Regions from separate parts of the Podarcis muralis genome. Here region 1 is linked to region 2. A link is a contact called in public Hi-C data. All regions are on one chromosome and are shown on one strand. The core of a region is the stretch at or near the end of the contact, and the rest is flanking DNA. Distances in the headings are between cores, read along the strand shown.

Evidence for each region. Hi-C and Micro-C count contacts between places; a contact is called where the count stands out from the background.
Region 1: a Hi-C map of blood shows a contact between it and region 2, with 4 times the contacts expected there. The contact joins the promoter of HSF2BP here to the promoter of NDUFV3 in region 2. A contact is called at or near these places in 2 of 3 Hi-C or Micro-C datasets (blood and tail).

The regions. Positions count from the first base shown.
Region 1 is chr4:57,423,768-57,430,312 of rPodMur119.hap1.1, forward strand. It overlaps HSF2BP (heat shock transcription factor 2 binding protein), which reads right to left and starts at 1,746. Exons shown (of 8, transcript XM_028727305.2): 1 at 1,640-1,746; 2 at 712-862. The coding sequence starts at 1,690. RRP1B (ribosomal RNA processing 1B) reads left to right here and starts at 3,064. Exons shown (of 16, transcript XM_028727303.2): 1 at 3,064-3,306; 2 at 3,699-3,781; 3 at 4,396-4,453. The coding sequence starts at 3,171.
Region 2 is chr4:57,024,845-57,031,280 of rPodMur119.hap1.1, forward strand. NDUFV3 (NADH:ubiquinone oxidoreductase subunit V3) reads left to right here and starts at 4,016. Exons shown (of 4, transcript XM_028727273.2): 1 at 4,016-4,168. The coding sequence starts at 4,121. It overlaps WDR4 (WDR4 tRNA N7-guanosine methyltransferase non-catalytic subunit), which reads right to left and starts at 3,919. Exons shown (of 11, transcript XM_028727272.2): 1 at 3,740-3,919; 2 at 2,474-2,536; 3 at 1,111-1,257. The coding sequence starts at 3,858.

The DNA of each region.
Region 1 (6,545 bases), core at 496-2,995, 400 kb after region 2:
TCAAATACAGTGGTACCTCGGGTTAAGAACTTAATTCATTCTGGAGGTCCGTTCTTAACCTGAAACTGTTCTTAGTCTGAGGTACCACTTTAGCTAATGGGGCCTCCCGCTGTTGCTGCGCCGCCACCGCACAATTTCTGTTCTCATCCTGAAGCAAAGTTCTTAACCCGAGGTACTATTTCTGGGTTAGCGGAGTCTGTAATCTGAAGCATCTGTAAACTGAGGTACCACTTTACTATAATGCACATGTAACCACTAATCAGTAGCAATATAAAATGTGGCTAAGTGAAAAAGCTCAGATTCTGCCATGAGAAATATGTAAAGAAGGTGCTGGAGAGAAGCAGTGAAAAGGCGGGTGCTTAACCCTTTTCCTGCCAACCATTTCTCCACTCCAAATCACTATTCCCTCCCAAAGCTGTTTTTCCCCAGGGAAGATTTGCAACAGAGGAGCATCAGACAAGGAAAGGATTGGGCATTCCCTTATCTCTCTGACATTTTGAAATCCTCTTCTCACCCAACCACAAGTATTTTCTTTAGGTCAAGAATGAGTTAAACATTTCTATGTCCTATCTAACTTGGACCTCGATTATTCAACTTCCAGTTACTTCAAGAATATTCACCACCACCACCACAAACTTAAGTTGTTCGCTTGAAGCTGCTTTTATGGCATTAATGATTTTATAGCATTAATGACAGAACCTAAGAACTCACTTGTTTCAACAGCATCCAATTTCTGCAAGTTCTCCAAGATATCATAATTCAGTATTTTGGGCAAAATGTCATGTAGCTGCATCACTTCAGTAGTCAGCCTCTCCAAAGCTCTCTTTCTGACTTTAACAAATTCCCCTTGCGTCTCCACTTTCTGTAACAGAAACAAAAACTCATTATCTTTTTCTCTGCACTTACTATTTACCGTATATGACATGTTGGCCACATTCTAGAACTGTTTTCAGCTTTTAAGACCCCTGAAATTTCTTCACCCTCCCCCCAACTACAATCCAACCTAAGTTTCCAAGTCCAGAAGCCTACATTACAGGGGTGTTGTAAACAACTATTTCTCAGTTCTGAATGACAAATTGAAGGCACCATCGTAAGCACTAGCAAAAGAATCCGGATGCCTCACATTTCACTCCATGACTCCAAAGCCACCACGCACCAAGGAAAATGTTCCAGTCATAAAGTTTTCGATAACTTTTGACCCTCCAAAAGTTGTCAGGACTACAACTCCCACTAGCCCCAGTTCTGTTAACTGCTAGGCCTGCTGGCCTCTGTTGTCTGTGACACAGACAGGGGAAGAGAGGGGAAAGAGCAGAAGGGCGTATCTGACTCCATGTTTGGGCCAAGGTCGCCCTTTATAAGGAGCTGGAGGCTGCACCCACAACTGCCCTTCTCCCTTTTTTTTATCCCCTCAACCATCGTATCATTTAAGCTTGAGAGCGCGCGGCTATCCCAACGTCCCCCGGTGTGTTTTGTGGGGTAGAGGCGGGAACAGGACAGGGGACGAAGGTGCCTCAGAGGCTGCTGTGAGGAGGGCGAAGAGGGGCTCGTCCCTCATCCCCGCGCTCAGCGCCGGATCCTAACGGAACGAGAGCAGGCCGAGGCGCTTCCTTCGTCCTCCTGGGCCGAGCCCTCGCGCTACCTGCTCGCCCTCCCGCGGGCAGCACGCGCTGCCTCGGCTCGCGCGCTTCATAGCAACGCCAGCCAGCCGCGAAGCAAGCGAACGAGCGAGCGAGCGAAATAGGAGTCCCTTCTGGCCCCGCCCAGCTAACCCTCCCAACGCGTGATAGGAGGAGGGTGGGAGGAAGTGGGTGGGGTCACGCACCTCGGAACTTCCGTTCCGAATTCGGAAGCCGCCCCGAGTCCAAATTCTCGATGGTGTCCGCTCTACACCTTTCGCACCTCTGTGGCGGAGACTCCATACTTAACGTTGGAAGCTCGCGCAAAAAACCATAGAGATTAATTTTGAAGAAACCCTTCGCTCCTCCTTTATCAGCGGCGAGCTCCGTTTGGTGGAAGGGTGAACTCAAGCCTGAGAGAAGACGGGGGGGGGGGGAATGGCACGGGAATGTGAAGCAGGGGATAAAATTGAGATTCCTCGCGATGCGCGCACAGTCTGTTAAGAGGAATCATAGAAGTGTAGAGTTGGAAGGTACCCAAGGGTCATCTAGCCCAACCCCCTGCAATGTAGGGTGATGCAATTTACATGAAATCGGTTCTGTATAGGTTAGCAATAAAATAATTTTTGTTTCTTTTGTAGTATTTGAGTGAAGATCCGCATCTGTGACATTATCCTTTGCCAACAAAAATCGAACAGCTAGCTGCCTTTACGACCAGCCCCAGCTCTCATATAAAGCATTGCTCTGCTTTCCTTTGGACCATCAGTGAGGCCGAGAGGGGGGGGGTCTTGTCGCCTGGGCAGCCCAGGGCCTCTATGCACACTGCCCGGACTTGCTCCCCGGAGAGGTCACTTCTGTGCTGCTAAAGTAGCGGTTTGACTTCACGCCCGGAAGCATACTCCAGTCCAGATTGTCCCTCGAAACAGACGGATGCCAGCATTGCAGTGGCTGATTCGAGTGTGGCGTTGATTGCACCTGTCACGTCACCCCTATTTACTCGCCTTGAACTAAAACGCCCTCAGTCTTTTCGCAAAGGTAAAACCATGACTTCGGTGGGAATAAGGTTGCAACCCTACACCCGCTGGGGCTCTAGTTCTGACCTGGGGTAAAGCCTCATCGAACTCAATGGAGGAGATTTCTGTGTATCGATGTGCTGTTACCTGGGAGTAGGTCCCATAGCATGCTTTTTTGATATTGGATTATATTTCCCCTCTTTGTTGACCGTGTATTTTTAACTTGATCGTATTCTCGTTCGCAACTTGGGTATAAAGAGGAGGGCATATTAAACGCCCTATTTGACTGGGTAGGGTAGCACGCTGCGCCACTCGCTGCCTCGAGCGCCACGCGCCGCCTTGTCCCCTCCACTATGCCCCGCCTCTTTCTCTCCAGCGGCCGAATTGGCTGGCTCGCGGCGTTCTGCGCCTGTGGGTATGCGACGGAGCAGCGGCTGTGACGTCATCCCCAGGCGTCCGGGAGGCTGCCCGGGCTCGGCCCACGTAGGGCGGCGCGTTACCTTTCTCTCTCTCTCCGGCGAGCAGGGCTGGTGGGGGTGTCATGGCTCCCGCCGCCGCCGCGCAGCCTCCGGAGGTTCAGTTCGCACAGAGGCTGGCCGCCAACGAGAAGCGAGTTCGGGACCGGGCGCTGAAGAAGCTGCGCGGCTACCTCGCTCTCCGGACTCGGAGCCCGGCGAGTAAGAGCGGGGAAGGGATGCGGGGGAAGCACGTGGCGCTGGTGGGGCAGAGCAGCCGGGCGCCCCGGGTTGCTGGAGCGGCGGAGAGGGCAGCGCGTGGGGCAGAAGAACAGCCGCCCGAAGCAGCGACAGGACTGAGGAGGGAAAGGCGGGCGTGGGGTTGAGCGGGCACGTGGGTGCCGGGACGTGAGGTGCTTGCAACTGGGCTCTGCTTCTCAGGTACCGTGTGAACTACTGAGGGTCGGTGTGATAAGCGAGTGTGGAGTCATGGTACGGTTGAAGGGGAGGCGCCGCTCTTCATGGGCAAATAGGCTCCCGTTATCTCTAGGGGTTAGGGGCTTTTTGTAGGACAGACTGGAGAAACTTGCCTCCTTTTACTTCTGTTGCTCCAGGTACCTTTAGCCAGGAAGAATGGCTGAAAATATGGAAAGGACTGTTCTATTGCATGTGGATGCAGGATAAACCCCTGCTTCAGGTATGTACAATCTGTGTAAGGATGCATTGCCGTTGAATGGAGCAGTTGTCTATGGACCTTGCCTGCTCCACCCTCTGGAGCAGTGTAATGGCTGGAGGGGACATTGTGGCCCTTCATCGTGCACTGATGTTGCTTATGCTTTTATTCGTGTATTTTCCCCCTCTGGCATGTTACAGTATATGGGGGTAACAAAATGCTCATTGTTCAGTTGGATTTTGGAGGTGATTTTTCCTTTGTCCCCAAAACAACATGAAAGACAATTGTACAGGGTGAGGAGTGTGGTAAGTAAATAGTAAGTGGTTGAAATTTGGAGACATGTTTGCTACTGTACAGGTAGCACAGAAGACTATGTTATAGGTCTGTCTCTGACCAACTTCTGCATTGAAATGTCCACCCTGTTTTGGGTAAGAAGGTTTTTCATTTGTCTACTATTTCAGACCACTGTGATAATATATTTTGACCTTATTGGTCAAATTCTCAAATAGTCTTTTCTTTGTTTGGGGGAGTTTAGAAAGCAGTTTCAGTGTTTGGGAGTGAGGAGGTAGTTTCTGAAATAGAAAAATGGAATCTACTCTTGGAACACTGTATACTAAAAAAAATCCTTTCATTTTTAGGAGGAGTTATCGAACAATATAGCACAACTTACCCATGTAATAGAGAATATAGATGCCTGTAAGTTATTTTTAATTTTTTTAGTTTTTACTTTTAATATATGTTATGGGGTTTCTAGCCAAGTTTGTTTGTTCTGCTTATTAGCATATGATGTCCTGAAGCATTGTCTTCATTTTGTATGAAAACCACATGAATAGCCCATTATTATTTTTTGAGGGCAGTGTTTGGAGAACCACTGTTTGCTGCAGAACTGCGTATCTTACTACATATAAGAGGCTCTATTGGTCACAAGGTGAAATTCTTATGCATCATCAAGACTCCTGTAGAACTCATCAGTGCAGGCAGCTATACTTAACCATAGAATTCAGCTGAAACATGTGGAATGCTAGGTCAGACATTCTCTCCATCTGTACCGAGCAGTTTTGAGAAGCAACTGGAATAACATGTGAATAGGTCCTGTGTATATTTCTGTTTGCTGGAGGAGATGGACTGCAAGAAGATCAAACCTATCCATTCTTAAGGAAATCAGCCCTGAGTGATCACTGGAAGGACAGATCGTGAAGCTGAGGCTCCAATACTTTGGCCACCTCATGAAAAGACTCCTGAGAAGAGAAGAAAAGACCCTGATGTTGGGAAAGATGGAGGGCACAAGGAGAAGGGGACGACAGAGGACAAGATGGTTGGAGAGTGTTCTTGAAGCTACCAGCATGAGTTTGACCAAGCTGAGGGAGGCAGTGGAAGACAGGAGTGCCTGGCGTACTCTGGTCCATGGGATCACGAAGAGTCGGACACGACTAAACAACAACAAATATTTCTGTTGGGAGAATAAAATGTCAGATCCCTCTGGATAAATCTTGGAAGATTAGGCCTTGGGGAGTGGGTTGGATTTGATGACTTTCAGATCCTTGCCAAGCCCTTCAGGTTTTTTGCTTCAGCAGCACACTGATGGCTTTGTGCTTCCTTCACTTATTGAGAACAGAGAGATAATTAACTACCATTGTTCACCTTGGAGTTGTCTTAATTGTCCTTCACATGTGAAAATAGCTAGAATCCTGCTGGCCACATCTAGTCCAGCATCCTGCTCACAGTGGCCAGCCAGATGCCTCTGAGAAGCCTATAACTAGGGCCTGACTGCAGAAGTGCTCTCCACACTTATGAATCCCAGGAACTCGTATTCAGCAGCATACTGCCTCTAACCCTAGAGGCAGCATAACCAGCCATCATGGCTAGGGGCCATTTGTAGCCTTATCTTTCATGAATCGATTAAATCCTCTTTTCAAGCCATCTGAGTTGGTGGTTGTCGTTACATCTTGTGAAAACAGTTCTACAGTAGCTAGCATTTATTTGTTTATTTATCATTTTCTGTATACATTTTAAGGTGATGTAAATAATGCAATAAAAACAGTTTAAAACAATACAGAAAATAGTGGATAAAAATAAATGCAAAATAGACACCAGTGACAGATACCTATTCACCCTGCTGGGAAAGTGTCATAACAAAGATGTCTTCAATTGTTTCTGGAAAATGCAAATAGTGGGCACCTGTCATATTGGTACAGGAATGCTGTTCCACAAAACACACTAAAATCCTGCATTAGAAGAAGAGGAGTTTGGATTTGATATCCCGCCTTTCACTCCCCTTCAGGAGTCTCAAAGCGGCTAACATTCTCCTTTCCCTTCCTCCCCCACAACAAACACTCTGTGAGGTGAGTGGGGCTGAGAGACTTCAGAGAAGTGTGACTAGCCCAAGGTCACCCAGCAGCTGCATGTGGAGGAGCGGAGACGCGAACCCGGTTCCCCAGATTACGAGACTACCGCTCTTAACCACTACACCACACTGGCTCCACTTACTGTGGAGCAAGCTTCTGAAAGCTTTGGAACTTGTAGGAAAATCTCTTCTGCAGACTGCAATGACCAACTTGGGTAGATAGAGGATAAAGCCATCTGTCAAGTACACATTGTGTGAAGAAGTACTATCTTTTGTCTCTGCTGAATCTTCTAACATTCCGCTTCATTGGGTGGTCTCACTTTTTGTATTATGAGAGAGAGAAACTATCCGCTTTTATCACATTGCACATAATTTTTTACACCTCGTATGCATTTCCCACCTTACAGTACTCAACTTTCTTTTAAACTGCAAGCTTCAGCTTTG
Region 2 (6,436 bases), core at 2,766-5,265:
AGGGGAAATAAGGCACTGCAGCTACAGAATTTTAGAAAGCCTGCCCTTTGGTCTTTCTGGAAGTGGTAACAGAAGATCTCAAAAGAGAAGGGCATAATAATCCCAGTGAGAATCCAGCACCAATGGAGTTTAAAGGATATGCATGCAGCACAGTTCTAAATCCTAGGAATAAAATTCATTCATTCATTTATGACCACTCTTAACCTGACCTTAATCTTAATCCCAATTTAATCCTACTCTTATTCCCATCACCACACACTGAACTAGCAAAAAAAGGACTCCTTTGCTTTGTCCCTATTTTTTCCTAACTTTTAAATGAATATAATTTGACACATTCACCCACAATGTAGTCTCTTTTTAGAGCTGAAAGGAAGTATAGAAACATTTTTTTAAAATAAATAAACTTCTGACACCAAAATAAATTTCTGTTCTTCATACTGGGTTGGGAGGTGGGGGGCCCTTTTATCTGAATTACAGAATGGATAGAATGTATCAAGTCACAATACAGAGAGTTCATGATCAGGTACCTGTGAAATCTTGCACATTTTTAGTGAGGATTATCATGACTAAGAACAAAATGATTGTGAAATCATCTGAGTTTCAAAAACAACTTGCAGTGTAGTGCAACAAAGTTAATAAACTATGTTACGGGGCTGCTCTTCAGCTGTAATTTTCAGAGCGGCTTACAAAAAAGACATAAAATAAAATAATACAACCAAGCAAACAAATAGCAGGCAGCTAAAACCAGCATAAAGATAAAGCACAGAGGGCTAAAACCAGATTTTATTTAATCTCTTTAAAAAATTCCAAAATTTAATCACCAATTTAGCTTCAGCCTTTTGTGAACGGAAAAAAGAACTAGGTGCAGTGTAAAGTTTTAGACTTGGGTGAGGGAGATCTGAGTGACTTTGACCAAACAACATAGGTTGCCCGTCCCTGCACTAGAGGAAGTGAAGGACACCAATAATGGGTAACTTTTCTATCAGTAAAGTTAAATATATCTGATCAGTTACAGAAAATGATCAAGAAATGTAAAGAAGTTTGTCTTAAAACAGCTCTTATTTATATGTGGGTACAAATATTTCTCCTGAAGTGCCTTCCTTTCCATACCTTACACTCAGACATTCCCAAGACGGTTTCGTACGAAAAAGGATCAGTCGTTTGTTGTCATCAGTCAGAGCAAAGTAGGTTCCTGATGAAGAAAACGTGCAGGCAAGGATATCGTTACTTGCTTCACCCGCTGACTTTCCGTCATCTCTAAAAACAATGAGAAAGTAAAAAAATATTCAAGACCTAGAGGTTTTGCACCCAGTTACCTCAGACTGCTAAGAACAGGAATTGCTATTTAGTAGGCTTGATCAATACAACATTCGTTTATTGACTAGAGTATCTGTACTACTAAGTAAATGGATACCTTATGGAATTATGTTTTCTATTATTTCAGAGGGTATCCTTCCTTCCACAAGTGTGCAGTAAGATCAGATTTTTAAAAAAAACTTTACACACCAAATCCTTTCTTATAAACAATGGTCGAAACAGAGATATCTATAGCCCACCACCCAATGGCAGATGATGGGGTAGCAGCAAAGAGACCTTCCTTCTTATTTAAAAAAAAACATTTTACGGCTAGGAGGCAGCCAGTCAGGAATATACATGTTTGCAGATATTCACTGTACTATTTTTACTTTAAAATAGCTGAACAGTACAGTGTGGTGTAGTGGTTAAGAGTGGTAGACTCATAATCTGGTGAAACCAGGTTTGTGTCCCCGCTCCTCACATGCAATTGCTGGGTGACCTTGGGCCAGTCACACTTCTCTGAAATCTCTCAGCCTCACTCACTTCACAGAGTGTTTGTTGTGGGAGAGGAGGGGAAAGGAGATTGTTAGATGCTTTGAGACTCCTTAGGGTAGTGATAAAGCTGAATCCAAACTCCTCTTCTTCAGTACTGGTACTCATTCCCAAGTAAATGCACTGAGCACCAGGGCAGCAGAAGCAAGCACCATTTTATCTGTGTAGGTGCTATGATTTAAGCGAGTTTTAAAAATGACAAACTGCATATGCCCAGCACACTTTTTATTATTAGGGTAGTCAAATAGTTTTTTGCTTGGTATATTTCTCTAACTGATCAGGGATGTGGAAGCACTTGTAAAGTGTGGAATGGTGGTGGAAGGGAGAAATATTAAATTATGTAGTTCACAACTGAAGAAAAACACACGACCATTTAAAACCCCATCCCATACCGGACTATTGAGTCCAAGGTTTAGAATCAATTAGCTGCATCACTGCATATAAGTAGTTTGTATTCCTCAATTTGTTTTTGTATTTTATGTGACATTGGTGGTAGCAGCAACATTTATTTTCAGCTACAAACAACAACTCTAAGAGATGTAAATGCCATTCAACAGAGTTTCTGAATAAATGGGAATGCAGCGGATTTCCTACTGCAGATTAAGGAAAATTTAAACAGTCTTACCCTTGATTCTGTTGAAGTTTCTCTGTTGCTGTGGAACAGTCATAAATGAAAATATCTTCATTCCTGGAAATTATATAATTACATCAGGTCAGTATTTTCCAATAAGCATAGTATCAGTTGTGTCTCATCTTACTTACCATGCCTTTTTAAACAGTAAAATTTCAAAATTAATGAGGTTTTCTGTTTCATTTTATTGCAGAGGAACATATAGACATGGAAAATACTAGGGCAGAAAACACAGAGAAGTTTTAGAATCTTTTATGAAAAGTATCTTTTACATGGTTCTTTTTTTCAAACTTCTGCATTATTACCACAGATGTCAGTACCTCTATACAGTAAATGTAATTAAATGGTCCATTATTTATTGGCCAGAGACTGATACAGAGCTTCCTTATAGCACAGCTTTATACATTTCCACTCAGAAGTATATCCCATTGAGTTAAATGGGATTTACCCATTTCACAGTTCAATTACAGAATCCGTCTATTAAGAGGGATCAGGTAGTAACCATGGGAAGTTAGAAAACAATAGGCGTGGAGACCTATTGTCAGCACTAACAATACACTGTCTACCTAGAGTAGCTGACTCAAAATAAAGCAACTCATTATATAATATCTTGAAACCCAAGTGATCATATATTTTCAGAAGAGCAGTGGGTAATACATTCTCCAAAGCAGAAAATGTGCAGAAAATAAGAAGCAGAGAACGTGCGTACTCTGATTGCTTTTACTTCTGAAAGCATTATCTATTTTGGAACCTTTTTAGCAGGAAAAAACATGTAAATTCAATCATCCTAAACCTATAAGGATGGAGAAAGGCTGTCCACCCCCTTCATCCGACCAGCATTTCATTTGTCGGAAGAGCACTGCAGCCTATTTCCTCTAATTATATAGATCAGCGTTGTCACTCAACTTTTCTAAGCTGATCAGCATTATGCACACTGACCAGCTGCCTGGATAAACTGTGTGCACACTGCCACCGGTTATTGATCCTGACCCACTGTGAGTATAAAAGGAGGGCAGCTTTGAAGTAACTGATCAGAATTAAAGGGTCACCCGGTTACCGCTTTACACACTCCGTTAAGGAAAAACACAACCCTTCTCACACAGCGGCTGCCTTACAGCGGAATCTTAACCGTGCCTACTCAGAGTAAGTTCAATGGTAAATGCTGTTAGGGCTGCAGTCTCAGCAGATATATAGACAAGACGACGGGAGAGCGAGGCTAGAAGAGGCTGAACAGGAGCTCCTCGGCCCGGTTTCACTCACCCAGGCTCTTTGTAAAGGGCCGCCAGGACCTTGGCTCCACCGGTGACCACCATCAGGTCCCCACAGACGGCCAGCTCCGGGGAAGAACCCGCAACCCCGGCGGGGTCAGCCGCCTCCATGCCTGACAACAGAGCCGCGTGCGGGAAGCCACACAGCCGTCGCCGGCAAATGACGTCACTGCGGGACTCCTTGGCAAGGGCCCCTCCTCCCCAGTTGAGGAACGGGAATCCCCACCTCTCCCTTGCCGTCACTCAGCAGCAAGAGAGCGCTGCTCATTGGATACTGCAGGGAATGTGGGCAGAGCAAGACCCTTGACAGGGGAGGGACCTTTTCCTCCTGGGCGGAGGTTGCAGCAGGGACGAGGTTGGGTGGGACGCCGACATGGCGACGGCTCTGCTAATCTCCTGCGGCCGTACTGCCGTGCTCAAGGTAACCGAGGGTGAAGATCCGAGAGGCGCTTTCGGGCTGGCCGCTCCGTCGCCACAGTGCCGTTTATAATGTTTGTGCCCGTGGACGGACCTTGTGTGCGTCAGGATTCGACCTGGCGTTTCCGGGTTGTGCAGCTTGAGTCAGTGCATTATTCCTTGGCAGTAAGTTTTGCTGATTTCAGTGGGACTTACTCCCGAGAAGATGGCAGTAGGGCAGGCTTCCCCAGCCTCGGCCCTCCAGATGTTTTTGGCCTACAATTCCCATGACCCCTAGCTAGCAGGACCAGGGATGATGGGAATTGTAGTCCCAAAAGCATCTGGAGGGATGAGGTTGAGGAAGCCTGCAGTAGGGTTTTAGCTGTAACTTCAAAGCCTGCAGGGCAATGGGCAAACTCTTAGCTGCCTCTTTGATTTTGGCTTTTCATGCTATCATTTATTTTTATTGATATTGAACGGTGGAGGCTGTCACTCAGAGGTAACGCCCAACATTTGCATCCAAAAGATCTCAAATTCAGTCTGGCATGTGTAGGTAAAGGATCTCTGGTAGCAAAGCCAGGAAATAACTTTTCCCGAGGCCTTGGAGAGCAGGAGAACCACTGTAAGTCAGACTAGAGCATGCTTGGCAGATTACATTTTCATTAATTTGGGGAGAGATATGGAAAAATCACATAATTGCTGTTGCCGGTTGCTGTATTGTTCTACCTCACTGAGGGCTGCTTTGCTGACACCCTAGCCCTCGCTCATGGGACAAGTGCTTGCATTTTTTTTCTAGAACACGGATTGGATGAACCAGTCCTGATTGCTCCTGGGCCACATAGTGCCTACTGTGATTTTTTGCAATTAATGCAGGTCTAGAAGGATTTTCTGGACCCTGACTTGACCAATCAATATATTTCTTACTTTTTAAAGAAAGAGAGTGCACCCTACATTACCTAATGCTGTTTAACAGCCCTAACTAGTATAGATCATCTGACTATGTGCTGTTGCTTTTATAACCTTAAACCTTAAACTTCCCAAGGGGGCTTGGTGGGACCTGCACCCAAAAGAGCCTTATTTGAGTGCCTGTTATCTCCTCCTACATTCTGTCTGGGGACTCATGCCAGATGCAGACACTTTACCACCACCCACCACCACCTGTGCTTCAGCAGTAGATTCAAGGGAACCCCCAACTATGAACTCAACACTGTGACACACACACACACACCCCGCCGCATGGAGTTCCTTCCATCAGCTTAGGCTAGTGGCCTACTCGCAAACCTATCTAGTAGGGATAACTTGGCTACAGTAATCTATGCTCTGGTAACCTCAAGTCTGGATTGCTGCAATATGTTTTATGTGGGGCTGCCTTTGAAAATGTTAAGAGCTTGAGTTAGTTCAGAATGTGCCTGGCCAACTGGTGATGGATTTGAGGCAACATAAGACATGCCTGCTGGATCAAGCCAGTGGCCAGTGGCGCAGCTATGGTCCAGCATCCTGAGGGAAGCCTGCAAGTTGGACATGAACACAACAGCATTCTGCCCATCTGTGATGTTCAGCAACTTTATTCAGAGGCATAATGCCTCTGACAGTAGAGAGAGAACATAGCCATGAATTTGTCTGTAAGAACAGATAATATAACACCTAGTCTGTTCCAACTTTGCTAGCTGCCTGCATGCTTCCAAGCCCAATTCAAAGTGATGGTTTTGACATACAAAGCTCTTTCCTGCTCAGGACTCCAGTATCTTCTGGAATGCCTCTCCCTATACGAGAGACCCATAGATCTTTGTTTGAGGCTCTTCTCCCTTCTGAGGGAGGCTAATGACAAAGGAGAGGGCCTTTTCAGTTTTGGCTTTGTATCTGTGGAATTTGCTCCCCACTGAAGCCTTCATTGACATCTTTTTGGCACCAGGCAAAGGCTTAGCTTTTGTCCCAGGCTTTTGACAGACTAAGACTATATTGCTTGTTATTAGTATGCTGCCAAAGCGTCCTGTGGCTATTATGGGGTTGTTGGTTGCTCTGTTTTATGGTATAATATATTTGTGATTTTAGCAGAATTGTAAGTCACTTGGAGTCCTTCGAGTAACAAGCAGTCAACAAACCAAATAATAGAAGTAGTAGTGCAAGTACTGACATGGTTAGCTTGTGTTCATATTCCTCTTTAACAGGTGCTATAAACTATAGGTTGTTGTGGTGCAGGCTTTAAATCTTCTAGTTGTATAAGGCTATAAATTCTGCAGTGAGTATTTCTTCAGGTATGTTTAGTGCCACTTGCCACTTTTAGACTACCAAT